2 separate regions of the Zea mays genome follow, and region 1 is linked to region 2. Evidence: chromatin contacts called from public Hi-C data. All regions are on one chromosome and are shown on one strand. The core of a region is the stretch at or near the end of the contact, and the rest is flanking DNA. Distances in the headings are between cores, read along the strand shown. Region 1 holds the start of LOC100277526 (Protein LHCP TRANSLOCATION DEFECT). Region 2 holds the start of LOC100281676 (mitochondrial protein).

What was found. A called contact is a pair of places that touch in the nucleus more often than the background predicts.
Region 1: a contact with region 2 is called in a Hi-C map of ear, with 2.9 times the contacts expected there. The contact joins the promoter of LOC100277526 here to the promoter of LOC100281676 in region 2. A contact is called at or near these places in 5 of 25 Hi-C or Micro-C datasets (ear, endosperm, leaf and 1 more).

Annotation. Positions count from the first base shown.
Region 1 is chr7:162,612,730-162,617,950 of Zm-B73-REFERENCE-NAM-5.0, reverse strand. It overlaps LOC100277526 (Protein LHCP TRANSLOCATION DEFECT), which reads right to left and starts at 1,486. Exons shown (of 2, transcript NM_001151059.2): 1 at 868-1,486; 2 at 162-745. The coding sequence starts at 1,173. The coding sequence ends at 491.
Region 2 is chr7:162,431,826-162,436,771 of Zm-B73-REFERENCE-NAM-5.0, reverse strand. It overlaps LOC100281676 (mitochondrial protein), which reads left to right and starts at 1,428. Exons shown (of 1, transcript NM_001154596.3): 1 at 1,428-3,277. The coding sequence starts at 1,548. The coding sequence ends at 3,113.

The sequences.
Region 1 (5,221 bases), core at 237-2,736, 180 kb before region 2:
GTACAGCCTGTAGTTAACTATCTTCAGAGACCCGGTTTCATGTATACACTATACAGGCTGGCACCTTATGCTAGAAACCTGAATGTGTGTACTGTAGAAGTTCCCCATTTTACCACAGTTTATGCGATGCTGGTAGTGGCATGAACTTTGCTAGCCCATATGTTCTGTTTAAGGCCCCGTGCTGTCTTGAAACAAATCTCTGCATTAATAAACAGTAAAGACATCAAGTGCTAAGCTGGCGATTGAGCGGCGGCTCTGATTTTCAGTAATTGGCAGCTCTTAACGAAGCATGACCTTATTGAGCAATTTGGCAGGTCGCAGTACACCCCTCAGTCTTCAGTAAGAATACAGCTGACTACGGAAAGCTACCTCTGCAAACAGCTTGTTCACCCCCGGTTGAACACTCCACCGATTCCAGAAAACGAAGAATTTAGTTACATGCAGCCAAATGTCCAGAAGAACCGGGCACGATTGACCTGCACATGGTCGTTCAGGCCTTCTTGGCGGCGAAGCCGAGGATGAACTCTCTGGTCTCGTCGGTGGCCCGGTCGAGCGCCGTCCGGCCGTCGACGTCCTTGACGTCGAACCTGGCGCCGGCGCGGAGCAGCTCCTCGATCTTGGGGCGGTCGCCCTCGGAGGCTGCCAGCATGAGGAGGATGTCCACGGGGTGGATGTCCTGGTTCAGCAGCGCCTCCATCTTGTCGTAGGTGCCCTCCACCGCCAGCATCCCCATGTAGTTGAAGTACTGCGGTTGTCGTCAATCGCCGGGGGGCGGTTTTACACATATGCTCTGTGATCCACGGACGACGCAACGCAAATGCGTCCCGGCAAAAAATGACAATGCAGGAGGAGCTTAGTTAAGATTACCTGCTCGACGTCGTCGCGGTCGAAGTCGTCCCTGGCCTGGCTGCCGTAGATGCCGGCACCCTCGGCGTCCTTGTTGCCGAACTTGAACCAGCAGGTGGGACCCGCCCGCCCGCTCTCGCTCGCCGGCACCACGCGGCTCAACCGCGACGGCCGCAGCCACCCCAGGCCCCGCCTCCCCGCGCCCAGCAGCGGCGTCCTCAGCACCGCTCCCCCTCCTCCTTGGCCTCTCCCCTGCGCCGCCACCCGCGGCGACACCCTCCTCGACGCCGCCGTGCTCAGCTGGAAGGTGCACGGGATGGACGCCATGGCCGCGTCCTCTGTCTGCCTCTGGGCTCGGCGCGGAGGACGTGCGCGTCGGCGGGAGAGCGAGAGGCTGGGAAGGGCACTGAGCTGCAGTGCCGAGGGAGTGGATAAGTTAACACGCCGCTGCTGAACTCAACTGTTTGGGTCCTGCACTTGTTTTATATGGACGCCTCAAGAGTATGGCAAAACTAGGTGATGATCACTGCCTGAATTATGAATCTCTCAGCTGCTTTTTAATCTGGTATTCTGGTGGCGCAAGACAGCACGGCAGATATCCAGGAAGTGCAGGAGAGATACAAAGTGTCTTTTTTTTTCTGTCCTACAGGAAAGGTTGGGAGGATGGCCATTGGCCAAAATTTTGTGAAGCTCAAATTGGGTCGGGCCGTCAGGTTTGGTGTGAGATATAGCAAAATTATGTGAGAGGTTGTGGATCAGAGAGGACTTCAAGCTTCAGGTCTATCGAGGCTGTTTGGATCAGAACCAGTGTGAAGCAGAGGTAAACTTCTCGTCCGGTTTTTTTTACCGGAAACTGGTAAAATTTACCGTTCCCCGTCCTGGAAAACGAAAACCGGCTCCGGTTTCTTCATAGTATTAAACACTTTTTCATGCGAAGTTGTTTAAAGACGAGTTTCAGCATAACAACAACAACAACAACAACAATAAAGAAGTACAGTTGTTTGGGAGGAGCTACTACTATAAGATTGTTTTCAGTAGATTGTGTAAAATAGGAAACGTGAAACTGTAGATGATACAGTTTGACACTATTTGTATAGATAAATTTGAAAATAGTAAATAAGATAGAAGATGAGTTAGGATCTGTTGGAGATAGCCAACGGCTCCATCTCCTAAATAACCTTAAGCCGCATATAATAAACTGTAAAGGGCGTGTGCGAAAGGCTGGTCTGTTCGAGACCACACTGGGACATAGTACCATACAACACTGTCTGGCATACTGTCTTGTGCCTCAACCCGGAAAAGGATACCTGCGCTGCTGCGCAGCTGGGCTGCCATGAGGGTCCATGGCTCTGGCATGTTCGCATGTGGACCATGTTTAGCATGTTCTCTCATTCTCTGTATGTCGACTACTGTAGTGGTGTGGGTGTGTTTTAGTCATGTATCTCCTGGTGACTGTTGTCAGTGCTGGGACATTGAGTTCAACCATGTATGCGTATGAACAGCTTGAACGCGAGCCTGGTTTAGACCAATACATTACATCAATGCAATGGCTCAGTCTACTCCCAAATAACATGTTTGATTGGTTTTAATCCGTACCAGTTTCTACTATTTTTATATTGTTTTGTCTCTAGATTACAGCTGCAGATGCAAATTTGGCTGTGCAAAGAGCCAAAGACCGTACGACCTACAAAGAAAACTTCCGACAGAGTTTTCTTGCAAACATCCAAAATCTCAGATAATGGGCCTCGCATGGTACTCTCGGATAACCGTGAACCGTTTGTTTAGGTAGTGTCTGGTTCATGTCTCAATTTTAGAATCTCAGGCTCTGGATTTTGTATTAGATTTTGTGCCACAACCTCACACACAAGTTAATAATATAATTTGTCTTGGATTGTGCAGTACGTAACTTCTGAAGATCTATGGAGAACCAAAAACCACCTTAGTTAGCGAGTGTTTGGTTTCTAGAGACTAATTTTAGTCCCTCAATATTATTTTATTTTAATCCCTAAATTGTTAAATATGGAAACTAAAATAGAGTTTTAGTTTTCGTATTTAGTAATTTAAAGACTAAAATAGAATAAAATAGATGACTAAAAATTAGTCCCTAGAAACCAAACACTCCCTTAGATCACATGGTCATTACTATCTATTACTACTATGTAAGGGCTAGTTTGGAAACATCGTTTTCTCAAGGGATTCTAATTTTTCTAAGGAAAAATAAACTAATTTCTCTTGAGAAAATAATGTTCTCAACCTAGCCTTAAGAGGCAATATATCAAATACATATCTATATATTTTTTATTTTGTAAAATAGTTTTCCTAACTGATGCATCATGCATGCATGGTTTGTTAGACACGTGAGATTTTTTTTTTTTTGGAATTCTGGATGACACAGGCCATATTTTACCTTCGCATGCAGCCTATGTTAGGCCGTGGCACCACATATGTTTGTAGATGTGGCTGACCTTTCTGTGCACCAACATGATTCATGGACGTGACATCTGACATGTATTTACGTTTTGACCACCATTGCACGACGAGTACTAGATTAGGGAGGTGCACCTGATTGATTGTCTTGTTCTCGTTTTCTGGTAACAAACCCCTCAGATATTCGCGGCATGGAGCACTTGATTAAATTAGGATGTATTTGGTTGAGGAGTGAGAGAGAATAGGGTGACTTTATTTTAATTTTTAGATGTTTAGTTTTTCTCTACAACTATTAAGAGCGAACTGTAGACTGCCCCCGCCGCATCCTCTCTCGCCCGCGGATAACGCGCCCGCGATTCCCTCGCCCCCCGCCGCCGCGAGCCCGCGATTCCCCAACCGCCCGCGGCTAATCCCCGCTACGCCCGCTCTCCCCCGCCTCCCCCACGCTTCCTCCGCCCCTACCGTGCAGTCCACTGCTCGCGCCGCATCCCCTCCCGCCCTGCCGGCGAGAGCGTGGTCCGATGAGGCGGCGGCCGTTCCTGGACCAGCGACGACCGTCGTTCAAGCGCCGGTGGCAGCAGCGGCCGTGGTGGGTGTGCCTCTTGCTCTCCCTCCTCGCCCTCTCATGCGTCCTCCTCGGCTCCCCCGACCCCAACACCTCGTCGTCCACCTCCGCCGCGTCCTTCGGATCCGAGGCCACCTCCTCCCCTCTCCTCAGTCAGGTAATCCCAGATCTCGGCGGCCGCGCCCCTGCTCCCGCCGCCTCAGCTGCAACTCAACTCTCTTTACAACCAGTACATGTACGTAGTAGTGTAACCTAAATCATTCATCAGGCTTGTTTTGTGTAAATGTGTTTGTGCATTATTCGATCGATGATCCTGGTAAGCAAATAAAGATATTGGTTTTATATGTGTACTCAGTTAAGTGTTCAATACTACGTACCATGCATTCAGTATGCTATCTAATATTGCATTCAACAGCTATTTTTTTGAACTAAACCCCATTTTAAGATTTAAAGATCAGACACGTTCAACTGTATTATTCTGCAGAGTTTGAGGATGATCCAGATCTTTATATACTAATAAAGCCTTTGAAGTAAGAGTGAAATCCAAAACAAATTTAGTTGAGTATGAGGTTTTAATCAGTCCCTTTTTTGTAAATTCAGAAGTGAATGAAGTAACAACTGATTCATGGCTAAAATGCATCTGCATTCTATCTTTTAGAAGAAGAAAAACACACTTTCACTTGTCATATTCAAGGAGATAGTGTTAACGACACAGACTAAATCAGCCCATATTGAATTGCTAGCCAGTAAAGGGCGGCCGTTCCTGGACCAGCGACGGCCGTCGTTCAAGCGCTGGTGGCAGCAGCGGCCGTGGTGGGTGTGCCTCTTGCTCTCCCTCCTCGCCCTCTCATGCGTCCTCCTCGGCTCCCCCGACCCCGACACCTCGCCGTCCACCTCCGCCGCGTCCTCCGGATCCAAGGCCACCTCCTCCCCTCTCCTCAGTCAGGTAATCCCAGATCTCGGCGGCCGCGCCCCTGCTCCCGCCGCCTCAGCTGCAACTCAACTCTCTTTACAACCAGTACATGTACGTAGTAGTGTAACCTAAATCATTCATCAGGCTTGTTTTGTGTAAATGTGTTTGTGCATTATTCGATCGATGATCCTGGTAAGCAAATAAAGATATTGGTTTTATATGTGTACTCAGTTAAGTGTTCAATACTACGTACCATGCATTCAGTATGCTATCTAATATTGCATTCAACAGCTAATTTTTTGAACTAAACCCCATTTTAAGATTTAAAGATCAGACACGTTCAACTGTATTATTCTGCAGAGTTTGAGGATGATCCAGATCTTTATATACTAATAAAGCCTTTGAAGTAAGAGTGAAATCCAAAACAAATTTAGTTGAGTATGAGGTTTTAATCAGTCCCTTTTTTGTAA
Region 2 (4,946 bases), core at 179-2,678:
AATTTCATACGCGCTCGGCTCGGCTCTCACGGTCTCCTCCTGCCATATTTTTTTGCTTTTTAACCCTTTTCAGTTTACAACTATGTTTTTTTAGGTTTGAATCTAAGAAATAGATTTTTACCTCGGTGTCATCATAATTAACGTCGAGGTTATATATCTTGGCGCTATCTACATTGGCATCGTGATCTTATTTAGATACGCTGATCTGACGTCTACATGTCAGGGGTCGGCACCGTGACTTCTGGCACCGACCTCATATATACTTGACGCTCGGCCTCCCGCCTTTTTTTTTGCTTTTATCCTTATGTGCGTTCTTTTTTTTTTTGCTTTTTAACCTTAGGTGTTGCATGCGTTCTATTCTCTCTATACTTTACTATGCAGTCACATCATCTAAATTGCACTATATACTTTTTCTCAACCCGCACCGGTTCTCCATAAATTATTCCCCATACCTCATTATAGCTATAAAATATTATTTTCATACTTATTCATCATTCAACATTATTTTTTATCTAACCAACAAATAATAGCATACACAAACTTCGAGACAATGACAATGGGCACCCCTTATTCTGGCGTGATGATGTGTGCAGCTCAGTGCTGAGAATTGGACCGGGCCAGCCCGACCTAAGCCCATCGTGCTTCGTGCCAAACGAGTTCGGGCTAAAAAAGCCCAAAAACTTTTGGGTCGTGCCGTGCCAGCCCGAAGTACAAAAACAGTGGCCCAGTCCGGACCTAAACCACGTCGTGCCTTCGTTGGGCTGTGTCGGCCCAAGCCCGGCCCGTATATTTGACCACATAAAATCAAAATATTATAACCATATAAGGTTCGTAGCTTACTAAATTAGAGATATTAAACAATTCTAGCATCATTTGACCACATAAACTCTAAATATAACAACAATATAAAGTTGATATCTTACTAAATTAAAAAAATTAAACAGATTGGGTTTAATTAGGTCGTGTCGGCCCAAGCCTGGGCCATCTATACGGGTCGTGCCGGGAGTCCGACGGGCCGGAATTTGAGGCCCGGCCCATATTATTTCGTGTTGGACCGTATTTTGGTCTTTTATTTTTGAGCCGTGCTGGTACTGACTCGAAAAGTTCAGTCCATATTCCCAACACTAGTGCAGCTGCCGCAGCATGGGAAAAGGGTAGGAAGTAGCGCTTGGTTCACCCATAGAGTGCTATACGCGAACAGGTTTAGGGAAGGGGGCGCCGAGCGTCAAGCGCTACGGATAGCCCGAGGGGCAAAAGTGCAGACGGGCCACCACGGGGCCAGCCAACACCCAACAGTCTGGGTCTGGGACATAGCCGAAGAGGAGACTTGGGAGTCAACCCCGTCCCTTCCAGGAAACTCGCAAGAACATGCAGTGCATCGGACCTAGAGCTTTTATGGCCCTGCAATCCTACAAGGCAACAAGAACAGCCATCTGCCAAACAGTGAGTGGGCACACACGGCCACCTCTGCGATCTCAGATCCCATCGCTACAGAGAGGAGAAGCACACTGCACGCAGCGCACCGAGTTTAGCAGCTAATCCTAGACATGGACCACCTGCCGCTGACCTCGCCCGCCGCGCCAGCCGTTGCGGCGTCGCTGCTCCCGTCGCAGGGCGGCGGGAGGGTGCTCGACGCGTACAAGACGGCGCTGGCCACGGCGGCCTCGGCCGCGGCGTACGCCGTGATGGCGCGAAGCATGGCGCGGGAGCTGCTGCCCGACGAGCTGCGCGCCGCGGCGCGGTGGTGCGCGGTTTTCGCGCGCGCCCGGTTCGGCCGCGGCGAGAAGGAGCGCCACACCATCGTCATCCGGCACCAGTTCGACACGGGCTACAGCGAGAACCACCTCTTCGACGCGGCGCGCGCGTACGTGGCCACCCGGATCGACCCGCGCGCCATGCGCCGGCTCTGCCTCGCGCGCTCCCGCACCAAGGAGCCCGACGGCAGCGGCAGGTGGAACACGCTCCTGTGCATGGAGCCCGGGGGCTCCACCGTCGACGTCTTCGGCGGCGTCGAGTTTACGTGGAACTGCGTCGAGACCGGCGGCGACGACAAGAAGGGCAAGGGCGGCGGCGGGCGGCCCCGCGAGTCCTTGGAAGTGAGCTTCGACGCCGAGCACACCGAGACGGCGTTGGAGCGGTACATTCCCTTCGTCATGTCCACGGCGGAGCAGCTGCAGCTGCGGGACCGCGCGCTTAGGATCTTCATGAACGAGGGGCGCTCGTGGCACGGCATCAACCACCACCACCCGGCCACGTTCGATACGCTCGCCATGGACCCGGTGCTCAAGCAGTCCGTCGTCGACGACCTCGACAGGTTCCTGAAGCGCAGGGACTACTACCGCCGCATCGGCAAGGCGTGGAAGCGCGGTTACCTGCTCTATGGCCCGCCCGGCACCGGCAAATCCAGCCTCGTCGCCGCCATGGCCAACTACCTCCGCTTCAACCTCTACGACCTCGACCTCTCGGAGGTGCGCCTCAACTCGGCGCTGCAGAAGCTGCTCATCCACATGCCCAACAAGTCAGTGCTCGTCATCGAGGACATCGACTGCTGCTTCGACAACGCTGCCGCGTCCAGGAACGGCCTGGACATGGACCCCAACTACTCATCGGGATCGGGATCGGGATCGGATTCCTCGGACGAAAACTGGGCCCAGCCGCGAGTCGCTCCCCCGAAGGCCAGGGGCATCACCCTGTCCGGCCTGCTCAACTTCATCGATGGGCTGTGGTCCACGTGCGGCGAGGAGCGCATTATCGTCTTCACCACCAACTACAAGGACCGCCTGGACTCGGCGCTGCTGCGGCCGGGCCGCATGGACATGCACGTCTACATGGGCTACTGCGGGTGGGAGGCCTTCAAAACTCTGGCCAGAAACTACTTCCTCGTTGACGACCACAAGATGTTCCCGGAGATACAAGAACTTCTCTCGGCGGTGGAGGTGACGCCGGCCGAGGTCTCCGAGATGCTGCTGCGGAGCGAAAACGGTGACGTGGCCCTCGGGATTCTTGCAGAGTTCCTCCGGGAGAAGAGACGGAGGGGGAGAAAAGAAACAAAGGAGGAGAAGGACGCAACAGAGGACAAGGATGAGGAGGAGGTAGCAGAGAAAGCTGCGTAGCATAGTACTGTATTCTTTAGGTTTCCTCCATGGATCATTTTTATTTCTGGAGAAAGGAATCGAAATAGGTCACGGGAATAAATAGCTAGGCCATAGGAACAATTTATTAGGCCTTCTCGTCGGTACTGTTATCCTATCGCTCGGTTGCTGCATGTTTTTGCTGCACGTCAGCTCATCTGTTTCTGATTATTCACTAGTCACTACTGCAGCGTCAGGAGCTGGAGCCGACCAAACAAAACAAATTAACTTTTTATGATTAATTCTGTTTTAAGTAGCCTACCCATTTTTATGATGTCTTTCTTCGAAAACCCGGCCGGTGTGCTACAGAAGCTAGATGCTATTCGGTCCAGATTCTTTTAGCAAGGAGAACATCATAAAAAAAATATAGACTAGTCAAATGGAAAATCATTTGTCAACCTAAAGAGCTAGGTGGGCTGGGAGTCATCAATCTTGACATAAAGAACATTTGTTTATTCAGCAAATTGCTTTTTAAAATACTCGATAAAGATGGTGTGTGGCAACGTCTATTAAGAAACAAATACTTGAGAGACAAATCCCTAACACAAGCTGCCAGAAAACCGGGTAATTCTCATTTCTGTGCGGTCTAATGAACGTCAAGGATAAATTTCTCAAGTAGGAATATTCTAAGGTGGGGAACGGACAAGCAACAAGATTCTGGGAAGATAAATGGCTTAATAATTATCCTCTTAGAGAGCATTTCCCAAACATTTTTAATATAGTGCGCAATAAGACCTCGCTGGTTGCAGAAGTGCTTGTCACATGAAAATCTAAATATTTCTTTCCGTAGATCTATTGTTGGAATTAAGCTTGTATAATAGCATATCATGATACACTTACTGGCTACGGTTAATCGGACTCCGGTGAGGGACACTTTTGTGTGGAGAGATCATAGGAATGAGACTTTCTCAACCCGATCCATGTACTATAATTTAATTAGTACCCCCAATTATAATCGTGGATGTTTGCTTTGGAAGTTGAAATTACTCCTTAAGATTAAGATCTTTCTTTGGTATCTAGGTAGGGCCTGATCCTAACCAAAGACAACTTAGCCAAACGTAGATGGCGAGGAAGTCTGAAGTACAATTTTTGTAATTAGAACGAGAACATACAACATCTTTTCTTTGATTGCTACATAGCTAAAATTGTTTGGAGAATTAATTATTTTACTTTAAAAATAGACCCACCCGTTAATATTAATCATATTATAGGGGATTGGGAATCCAACAAAGGTTGTATGCATAAAAAGCTGCTTTTTCTGGCGTTGCGGCTTTGTTTTGGTCGATTTGGCTTTGCCGTAATGATGTGGTGTTTAATCATAACTATATACCGTCAATTATACAGGTGATTTTCAGAGGTACACATTGGTTCAGATTTTGAAGACTCCTATAAAAGGAAGAAACACGACAGCAAATCCTTGTCGTGTGTCAGTCTTTGGAGGTGGTGGCCATGGAGGTCTTCGCGAGTCACGGGTGGCGGTCTAATACAAGGATTGACGCGGTTTAGTGTTTGTGATCTTTTATTCCATATCATGTTTTAAGTTAAAGTTTGTTTGATCCACAAATTGTTGGGATGATATATTATTTGAGTTGTATGGTTGTATGCATGAAAATGCAAAAGGCCGGAATGATATTTCCATTTCCAAAAAAATAGCTCTGTAAGAGAAAAAAGAGCTTCTATGAACAATGTGTGGACATTAGGTGCATCAGAGAAGCTCAAGCCGATAAAAACTGTATCAAAGTCGGCTTGAATCGAAAAACTTGTTAAGTTGTCCCATTTCTTCATCCTTTGATGTACAAAACGCATACATTCTCA